2 separate regions of the Gossypium hirsutum genome follow, and region 2 is linked to region 1. Evidence: chromatin contacts called from public Hi-C data. All regions are on one chromosome and are shown on one strand. Each heading gives the region's core, a stretch centred on a gene start, on an enhancer-like site or on the middle of the called end of the contact. The rest is flanking DNA. Distances are from core to core; before and after follow the strand shown. Region 1 holds the start of LOC107952043 (protein DOWNSTREAM OF FLC). Region 2 holds the start of LOC107952046 (probable enoyl-CoA hydratase 1, peroxisomal).

Region 1 (4,808 bases), core at 2,225-4,724:
CGATATGTCTTCAATGCAAAAGTATGTGTAAATTGTACACTTCAAATTTGGTAACTTAATTTGTTTGTTTGATTGGCTTTGAATTTGGAAAACTCCATATTTTGTGTATTTCAGGTCAGTTTACAGGATTTAGCAGATACATATCAGCCTCCATTCCAGAGCTGCATACAGCAAGGGAAAGCTAGTGGGATAATGTGTGCTTACAATCGTGTTAATGGAGTCCCTAACAGTGCTGCTGATTACAATCTGTTGTCGAAAACAGCCCGGGGCCAATGGGGTTTCAATGGATACATCACCTCTGACTGTGATGCTGTCGCCATCATTCATGAAGATCAAGGATATGGTAAACTACCAGAGGATGCTGTAGCTGATGTTCTTAAAGCTGGTATTAGTTTTTTTTATTATCTAAAGCTAGGCTATATTGATGGACGTTAATATCATCATTATGAACTTTTGATCAACGAATTTTACAGGAATGGATGTCAACTGTGGTACCTATTTGAAGAAATACACCAAATCAGCTGTTGAAAAGAGAAAATTACCTGTATCTGAAATAGACAGAGCCCTTTATAACCTTTTCTCAGTCAGAATGAGGCTGGGGCTTTTCGACGGCAATCCAGTTACACAGCCTTATGGAACCATTGGTTCGGATAAGGTCTGTTCTCAAGAGCATTGGAATCTTGCCCTTGAGGCTGCTCAAAAAGGCATTGTCCTTCTGAAGAACACGGATAAACTCCTTCCGCTTTCGAAAACCAAAACTTTTCACTTGCAGTAATAGGGCCTAATGCGAATTCTGCAAAAACACTTGTTGGAAACTATGCAGGTCCTCCTTGCAAACCTGTTACACCATTGCAAGGGCTGCAAAGTTATGTCAAAGACACCAGGTTTCACCAAGGTTGTAATGGAGTTAATTGTTCTTCTGCATTCTCAATCAGTGAAGATAGCAAAAGGAGCAGATCATGTGGTGTTAGTAATGGGATTAGATCAAACACAAGAGAGTGAAGATCATGATCGTGTAGACTTGCTTCTTCCACCAAAGCAACAAAAACTGATTTCTAGCATCGCAAGAGTTGCCAAGAATCCAGTCATTTTGGTGCTTCTATCGGGAGGTCCGGTTGACATATCATTCGCCAAAAATGATCAACGCATCGGAAGCATTCTATGGACCGGTTATCCAGGTGAAGCCGGAGGTCGTGCATTAGCAGAAATTATATTTGGTGATCACAACCCTGGTGAGTTCATTTCTTTTCTTTGCATGATAAACAAAAGGCATACTTAAGTTTGTAAGCTTCATATTTGTATACAGGAGGGAGGTTACCAGTTACTTGGTATCCACAAAGTTACGTTAACGTGCCAATGACGGACATGAGAATGCGACCTGAACCTTCGTCCAGCTATCCCGGACGCACCTACAGATTTTACCAAGGACCGAAGGCTTTTGAATTTGGTTATGGTCTTAGCTACTCGAACTATACTTACGAAATTCTCCCTGTAACACAAAACAAGGTCCATATAATGGTTTAGAGCTCAAATCCTAACAGGTACATGCCTGTTTCAGAGATGGGAGCCGAAGCTTGTGAAAAAATGAAGTACACAGTCAAGGTTCGAGTTAAAAACCATGGCGAGATGGCCGGTAAGCATCCAATGTTGCTATTTGTGAGGCAACCAAAGATGGTCAATGGGAGGCCAGTAAAACAATTAGTTGCATTCCAGAGTGTTAACCTGAACGCAGGGGAAAGAGCTGAAGTTGAATTTGAGTTGAGGCCATGTGAGCATCTTAGCTCAGCCAAGAAAGATGGTTCGATGGTGATTGAAGAAGGGTCTTATTTATTGAGCATTGAAGACAAACAATCAGAGATTCAAGTTGTTAAATGATAGAAGCCATAGCTTAGGTTTATATAATTGGCAATAGAATTTGAAAGAAAAATAAGTTATAGAAGTCCTCTAACGTAGAAATAACGAAGCAATTCACATAACAAATAGCAGACAACATCACATTTCATATGCAAATAAATCCAAACCCACACACTAGACATCCTCCTCATCCTCCCGATACATCTTCATCATCTCAGCACAGCCAACTTCAGCCTTGTCAACCATGAAGCCCATGCTATTGGCATAACGGGTGGTGGATGAAATGCCATTGGAGTTGGTCAAGATAACACGGGCACGTTCACGACCGGGGGACATTGTGGCACATCCAAGCTGGGGGCTCTTCACAAGAACTGCATCACAGATCTGATCCAAGTGATCCTCGGATACACGAATCTGGTATTTTCCGGTTTTGTCGGTATATCCCTCCTTCTCGAAAACAACTCCGCCGGTCTTCCTGTCGGAGCATACCAGCTTAACCATGGCATCTACAAAGCACATGATATCAGTATACCAAGATTCAGAACCAAATACGACAAATTTACCAATATTAAACATCACATAGATCAGACAAGGGGAAAGAAGGATCCAGGCAACACAGCCATTAAACAATACACAACATCCTGTTCCATGTCCAAGAACCAACATTTTTGGGTTTATAAATCTATGAGCAAAATTATCATCTTAAACCTTAAATTTTCCCCCTTTCTATTAAAATTTGCATCTTTGAACCGCCTACTGATCCAGTCCAACATGTCATGGTTGTTCCCATTATTTTATGTTTACACACCCTTTCATTCACTGTCACTCAATGTAACATCAAAACCTACAAACTACTTCACAGATCTACCACTTTAAAACCTAGAACACCAGATCTAACAATGTCACCAACATATACACAAAAGCCAACATAGCAAAACGTAGATTAAGATTAAAGTATGTTAGAAATGGAATTTACCAGCTAGCCTTCTAGTCTTAGGGGTTTCAAAACCAGCACGGCAAGTATCACAGTACACATAGCCTTCAACCACCAATTGGTTATTCAGAATGCGTGTAGCACTAACCAAAGCTGGAAGCACACATAGAGCAATGAACAACAGAACTTTGGCCATGTTTTTTTGCTTCTTTTTTTTTTTGTTTGTTCTTGAACAATGTAATGAAGAAATGGGAAGAAGGTTTAGAGATTAAATCCTTAGAAACAAATCAAAGAAACAAAGGGTAAAGGCTAAAGAGACAGTGATGATGATAAAGTGGGGGTAAGATAAGGAAATTAAATAAAAGTGAAAATTGAATAAGAATAATAATGAAAACTGGCTTAGCCGCGTTGAGGAGTATATTCGTGTGTGGTGGATAAGCTGTATGAGCTGCTGGTTTGGGATGCCACGTCAAAACGGTGGTGTTGATTTGGTAATTTTGATGGAAAACAAGGGTGTTTTGGCAAATGGGAGTGATGAGTTTGATGACGTGGCGATTTATTAGTGGCAAGTTGAAGGGCAGAGTGGAGATATGGAGCGTAGAGGATAGAACACGGGTCCTAATTGATTGCAGCTGGCAGTTGTCGGTGGTCACATGGGGGGCTGTTTGAGAAGGTTGGCAGAGCAAGCAAAGCGGGAACGGTGCCGCATCACATGAATCCTATAATTAACGGTACCAATTATGTGAGATTTTTTATTAATTAAATAAAGAAAAATAGAGAAAGAGGTCACTCAAGATTTCAGTTTTTCAATTTCATCATATAATAACTAAACCTTTTCGTAATAAACTTGTTTCAACATGCTTAAATAAAGACTTCACTAATTATAGATGGAGAATTCACTAATTTGATTGAAATGTGTTACGGAGGATATGAAAAATATTTTTAAATTTTTGTAATTTTCTGAATTTTTTTATTAAATATATATTTATGAAAACCTAAATAAAAAGTAAATGGAAAATGTCTCAAAACATTAGAAAATAAGACCCAAATAAGTTTAAAATTCAATATTCCTAGGCTTCAATTTCAATTGCAGCTGAAAATTAAAAAGAAACCCAACTTCTCAATGTTTCAAATTAACATTTAATTCGAAATTAAATTGAATTTGAAAATTTTTCAATACCAAATTGAAATGTTTAGTTTAGTATTAATTCAAATATATTTATCATAAAATATTAATTTTGATCCCAATGAAATTTGGTGTTTATAAATTTTATTATTTTATTATATTAAGTGACGATATAATACATCATTAATTCTCTTGGATATCGCTTTAATCACCTATACATTGCACATTATTTTATTATTGGTGACAATAAAAATGATCAAATACAAAATCTTATATCATTACGTGACTCAACTAGTTATCACCGTATACGAATTATATTATGACATTATATTTTGTTGTCATCATATTCTTAATAATATGTTATGAATAAAAATACGTCTCTTTTAACCTTTAATGACACACTTAACGTGACGAATGCCATGATGACAAATTTGCATCACCAAATGCAAATAATGACATAAATGTAATTTTCAACGACAATTTTTAAATGCCACTAATGAGCAAATTTGTTGTATTGAATTATGACCACAAAACATATACATGTCTTATACTTCTTGCAGATACAAAAGAACATCTTAATATAGTTGGAGGATTCAAACGATAATTCCAAGTAGAGCGAATGAGGTAAATTCATCTTCTATTGAAAGTCATCTTGATAAGCTAATTTCACTCGTTGAACAATTAGTTTTAGGAAATAGTCAACATGTTACAGCATGTGGTATATGCGCTATTTATGGCCACCAAATTGATTCATGCCCTATACTTCTTAAAGATGCAAACAAAAATGCCAATACAATTGTAGGATTTCTCGATTGGCCACAATGGAGATATGACCCCTATGTCAATACTTACAATCATAGATGAAGGTATTATGTAATAGTATGTTTTTCAGTG
Region 2 (5,308 bases), core at 575-3,074, 370 kb before region 1:
AACCACTCCCGGTTAGGGGACATATGATGGTACAACCCGAATCCAATATCCACTCATCTGAATGGAACGACGATGATGATGCAACCAGTGATAGTTCAGAGTCACTGGTATCATACTTTGCAACACAAGCATCTACAACAGCTTTTCCCTTATTCTTCAACTTTGGACAATTTTTCTTCCAATGGCCTTTCTCATGACAAAAGGCACATTCATCTTTCCCAAGTCTGGACTTTGACTTTGATCTCCCTTTCTGAATTTTCTTCCGAGTGTATGAACGACCTCGGACTACTAAAGCTTCTGTATCTCTGATTAAGTTTTTCTGTTTGTCCTTCTTTCTCTGTTCATAACTGTATAAGGCCGCACAGACTTCGCTCAGAGATATATCACTCCTGCCATGAAGTAGAGTAGTTTCTAGGAACTCAAACTCCTCAGGAAGTGACCCCAACACCATCAAAGCCAAATCTTCATCTTTGAATGTCTCATCCATATTCAGCAAATCAGTGACTAACTGATTAAATTTGGTGATGTGATCATTCATTGTGGTACTTGGGACGTAAGTGAAACGAAATAGTCTTTTCTTCAAGTGGAGCTTATTTTGACTGTTTTTCTTCAAAAAATTTTCTTCAAGTGCCACCCACAACTTATTTGCAGAAGTTTCCTTTGAAAAAGCATACCTCTGCTCTCGAGAAAGGCATGATCAAATTGTGCCACATGCCAACCGATTGATCGCATTCCAATCTTTCTCCTGTACATCATCTTGTTTCTCTTCATCAATGGTAATGTCTAGACCCTGCTGAAAAAGGGCATCTAGAACCTCACTTTGCCACATACCAAAATGGCCCGTGCCATCAAAGATCTCCACGGCCAATCTTGCATTTGCAATTGTCGGTCTTGTCCACATGGACGATGTTGAAGCTCCTACACCGACCGTTTTCTCCATAATCTTTCAATATACCTAAGGAAATCTTTTTTTATGTGGAAGATCAGTTTAAACTGCAACCACAGAGCATACTACGATTAACCTTCGGCTCTTGATACCACTTGTAGTTCCAATAGGGTCGGAAGCGTGTAAATTATTGTACTAAAAAATCACACAAAGTTCAATTCCTAGGGAAGAGAGGTGGATCACATGGATCTCTTAAATACCAAGTCTTTCCTTAGTTAGAATATTCATTCTATAGTAATTTAATAGCACATTAAATACTGCTATTATACCCTCAAATATTGAAAGAAAAATAGGACAAGAAAAAACACAAGAGTTTTAACGAGGTTCGGTAAATTATACCTACGTCCTCAGGCACTAACACCAGATGATAACTTTATTATCTCCAAAATAATACAAACAAATACAATTCCTTAAGAATTCTCAAATGGGAGAAGAGAGAAAACTAAGAGAGAAAGATTGGTTGGGATAGTTGAAATGAAAAATGAGAAGGTCTATTTATAGTTGAAATTCAGGGACTAACTTGCAAATGGCCTAAAAAATTAGGGACCAAAATTGCAATTATCCCATTCAACTTTTCAACATTCGGTGCAACTTGCTTCACCTTTTTAACAAGTTGCTTCTTACCTTTGTTGACTTTTCAACAAAAAGAAACAAGAATCGAGACTGAGTTGTTTGTGGGAGTGAAAGAAGGGCAGAAAGGAAATTTGAGACTGTAAGCATTTTAGGGTTTGTTTTATTAGAATAAAAAGAAAAATGCATTTTGGGCTGTTAGTTCTTTACATTTTCGGCTGACCTATTACTTGGACTTTGATATGCATGTTTGAGTTTGCGGGCAATGGGCTTAAAATATAATATTCAGATCTCCGGACTTAGACAAGTGAGTTGGGACACTTATAGATCTACGATTGAGTGGCATTTTTCTTAAGCTATATCTTGATGAGTTTGCAGTTTACCCTTAAATGAAATAAAATATTATGACGAAACACAATTACCAAAAAACCAGATCAGACACGTAGGGAGTGGGATTTTTTTGTTTTCTTATGTTCTTATCCGCTTCCCATCTCCATCTCCATGTTGCCGTTATCAGACACGTAATGCAAGGCATTATCTACACGCAATCAATGATGATGACGAAACACAACTACCAAAAACCAGATCCATGTTGAAAATATTTATTTTATGTAACCATTTCCAAAATTGCAATAAAATTTATTCATCTCCTCTTTTGGATCTTTCCCTTTCTTTCCTTTTCCTGTAAAAATGGAGGGTTCCTCCTCTGAGAAGCTGATCATTGTGACCCGTGAACCTGATGGGATCGCTACTGTTACCATCAATCGACCCAAATCTCTCAACTCCTTGACCCGGCCCATGATGGTGGACTTGGCCAAGGCTTTCAAGGCTCTTGCGAAGGACAACTCGGTGCGGGTCATCATCTTGTCTGGAGCTGGACGGGCTTTCTGTTCAGGCGTGGATTTGACGGCTGCACAAGATGTTTTCAAGGGTGACGTTAAGGACCCGGAGACGGATCCGGTTGTTCAGATGGAGCAATGCCCCAAACCAATCATCGGAGCTATCAACGGCCTTGCTATTACTGCCGGCTTCGAGATCGCCCTCGCTTGTGATATGCTGGTCGCTGCTAAGGGAGCCGCTTTCGTTGATACTCACGCCAGGTAACAATTGCCGAAGATAAACAAGTCGAAGGCTTTGATTTTATCATTTGTTGATTTAGTGTTTTGAAAAATTGATTGTAGATTTGGTATATTTCCTTCATGGGGTTTATCCCAGAAGCTTGCACGCTTTATAGGACCAAACAAGGCTCGCGAAGTGTCGTTGGCAGCCATGCCTTTGTCAGCAGAGGAAGCTGAGAAATTGGGGTTTGTCAATTATGTTGTTGACCAAAATGAAGTGCTGAATAAAGCTCGACAACTTGCAGGAGCAATTATGAAGAACAGTCAAGACTTGGTTCTCAGGTACAAGTCTGTGATCAATGATGGGTACAAATTGGATCTTCGTGAGGGTCTCGCCATGGAAAAGGTATTCATTACGCTTATGTATATCTTTTCTTGGATAAGCATGGTTTTATTTATCTAAAAGAACTTGGAAATTGCTGCTACATAATGAAAAGAAAGTAATCAAAGCTATGCAATACAAGAATAAAAGAAAGTGAAAAAGATTGTATTCCATGTGTCTTTACATGGTTTCTTAGCCTGCTAACGGTTGTCTTCGCACGGTTGATGGTATGTTTGGTAATCTGCTGAAAAGTTCCATATAATCTGTTGTTTATCTCCCTTCAAATCTGGTAGATGAAGGTCCTAGCAATACTCAATACAATTCTGATCGAGGATTCGCTGCTTAAGTATCTTACTGCCCATCTCTGTTCTTCCTCCCAGCCTGGTATAGCTTTTTTTGAGTTGGCATTGACATAGAATATCCTTTGAGACTTTCTTAGAGAGCACAATTTGAAGAACAAGTAGTTTTCAAATTCTTGCTCTGGCTGACAGAACACACGCACAGTATGGTGTTATCCTCCAGGACAGTGAATGATCCTAGGTTGACAGCCTAATAAGTGTAGCCATCTAATAAATCATTGCAGGCTTTGGGATATGGAGAGGACCCTGAGTATTTGACATCAGAGAAATTCGAGATTAACCTTGCTGCCTAGTAAGCTGAAGAGCTATCAGCCTCACTTGCAATATTTGTCTGCTGTTCTGCTGCTGTTTTGATTTGCATTGAGCACATGAGCATTATTAATCCAAGTAATCCAAAAGAGAACCGACTGGGGACAATAGAAACCAAACATAAGTTGTTTAAATCAAATCGTCTTTCAGAGCTAGTTTTGCAAATTCGTAACCTTGCTCCTTGGCTGATTTACCCTACTTATTCAGTAGAACCGAGAGGATAGTTGATTAATTATGTCCTAGACACTTCCAGGAAGAAGGAAAATTAACTGTACCAGTTGTTCTGGATATTTAACATCGCTACCTGAACGAGTTAAAGTTTTCCCTGCATAAGATAGGAACTTTGTAATCCAATAGTTGATTTGTGTAGCGATCTTCTCTATTAGTAGGAACCATTCCCAGTCAGTTGCCTCCTCCTCAGTAAGGGCAATCCTAAATATCTCAATGAAAATCACCAAGTGTAATGCTAGGGGTTTGATAAAAAAGTTTCCTATGTAGAGATAACAGATGATTCCATAGTTCCCTTCTATCAATCACCTCATTTCTTCCTTATATGCTGATAATACATGATTCCTCCAAAGAATCCATGTTCTACCATTGCTTCTGTTTACTCATCTCTTAAGCATTCTGTCCTTGCAACTTGAGCTTGTTTGAAGGGTTAAGATTTTTTTGCTGATTTTCCCAATTTAAATTCATGTTCTTTTTATAGGAGAGGGGTCATAAATACTACGATGGAATGACACCGGAGCAGTTTAAGAAGATGCAAGAGTTCATAGCTAGGCGGGGTTCCAAGAAACCATCTTCCAAGTTGTAATATGATCTCTTCCATGCATCTTCTGACTTGTTGTTTAGTCACTGTTTTATAATGAAAACATAATGGAAATAAATTTGTGGTTACTGGACTCTTACTAATACATAAGTATCAGTTCTGTATAATGAGTTATATGGTTTTTAACATGATAAAACCGTGTTTGGAATGTATTAATTTAATTTCTTCTTCTATCTTTAGTTACGACTAAGCCTTCTTCAACCTATGGGTCAAATTCCAAATGGAAAATTTATCTTATTTGAGACAATTCCAATTTAATTATCAACGTATCATGAACTTGAGTGGAACCAAAAATATGAGTTCTATGTATAAATAATAAATCTATTTGCTACTTTGTGTGTCAAATGTTTTTTTTTAAGATTAATTTTATTAGAAGCTGTTATGGTATTTAGTTTTTTTATACAATATTTAAAATTATTTATATTTCTTCTTTAATTTTTAAATAAGAGAATAATCTGTTGTAATACTTTTCAATTTATGTTTTTCTATATTGACAATAATATTGATGCATATTGAGCTAAGATTTGGTGAACTTATGTTAGAAATGTTTACGATCAAAAGCAAAATTGAAAGAAAGAAGCATGCCTGGGGTACAATAAAAAATAAAATAAAAAAATTATAAAAACGAAATGAGACATGGGTTTTTTACTGCGCCGGTGGAAATTTTATCATAATATAACCAAATGCGACTCTTTATAAAAATAGAAAATTAATTTATAATATATTTTATTGTAATTAAGGTATCCACAGCTGACATTCGCAAGTTAGAATTGTTGATAAGGGGTCAAAATATTTATATAAAGGGTTAATATATTATTAGGTATTTAAATTTGACATTTTTTTAATATAATATTT

What was found. A called contact is a pair of places that touch in the nucleus more often than the background predicts.
Region 2: a contact with region 1 is called in a Hi-C map of leaf, with 5 times the contacts expected there. The contact joins the promoter of LOC107952046 here to the promoter of LOC107952043 in region 1. A contact is called at or near these places in 14 of 34 Hi-C or Micro-C datasets (callus, hypocotyl, leaf and 2 more).

What each region holds. Positions count from the first base shown.
Region 1 is chrA02:15,956,341-15,961,148 of Gossypium_hirsutum_v2.1, reverse strand. LOC107952043 (protein DOWNSTREAM OF FLC) reads right to left here and starts at 3,474. Exons shown (of 2, transcript XM_016887284.2): 1 at 2,831-3,474; 2 at 1,873-2,360. The coding sequence starts at 2,984. The coding sequence ends at 2,029. It also overlaps the pseudogene LOC107952044.
Region 2 is chrA02:16,327,957-16,333,264 of Gossypium_hirsutum_v2.1, reverse strand. LOC107952046 (probable enoyl-CoA hydratase 1, peroxisomal) reads left to right here and starts at 1,824. Exons shown (of 3, transcript XM_016887285.2): 1 at 1,824-2,616; 2 at 2,698-2,980; 3 at 4,334-4,636. The coding sequence starts at 2,207. The coding sequence ends at 4,438.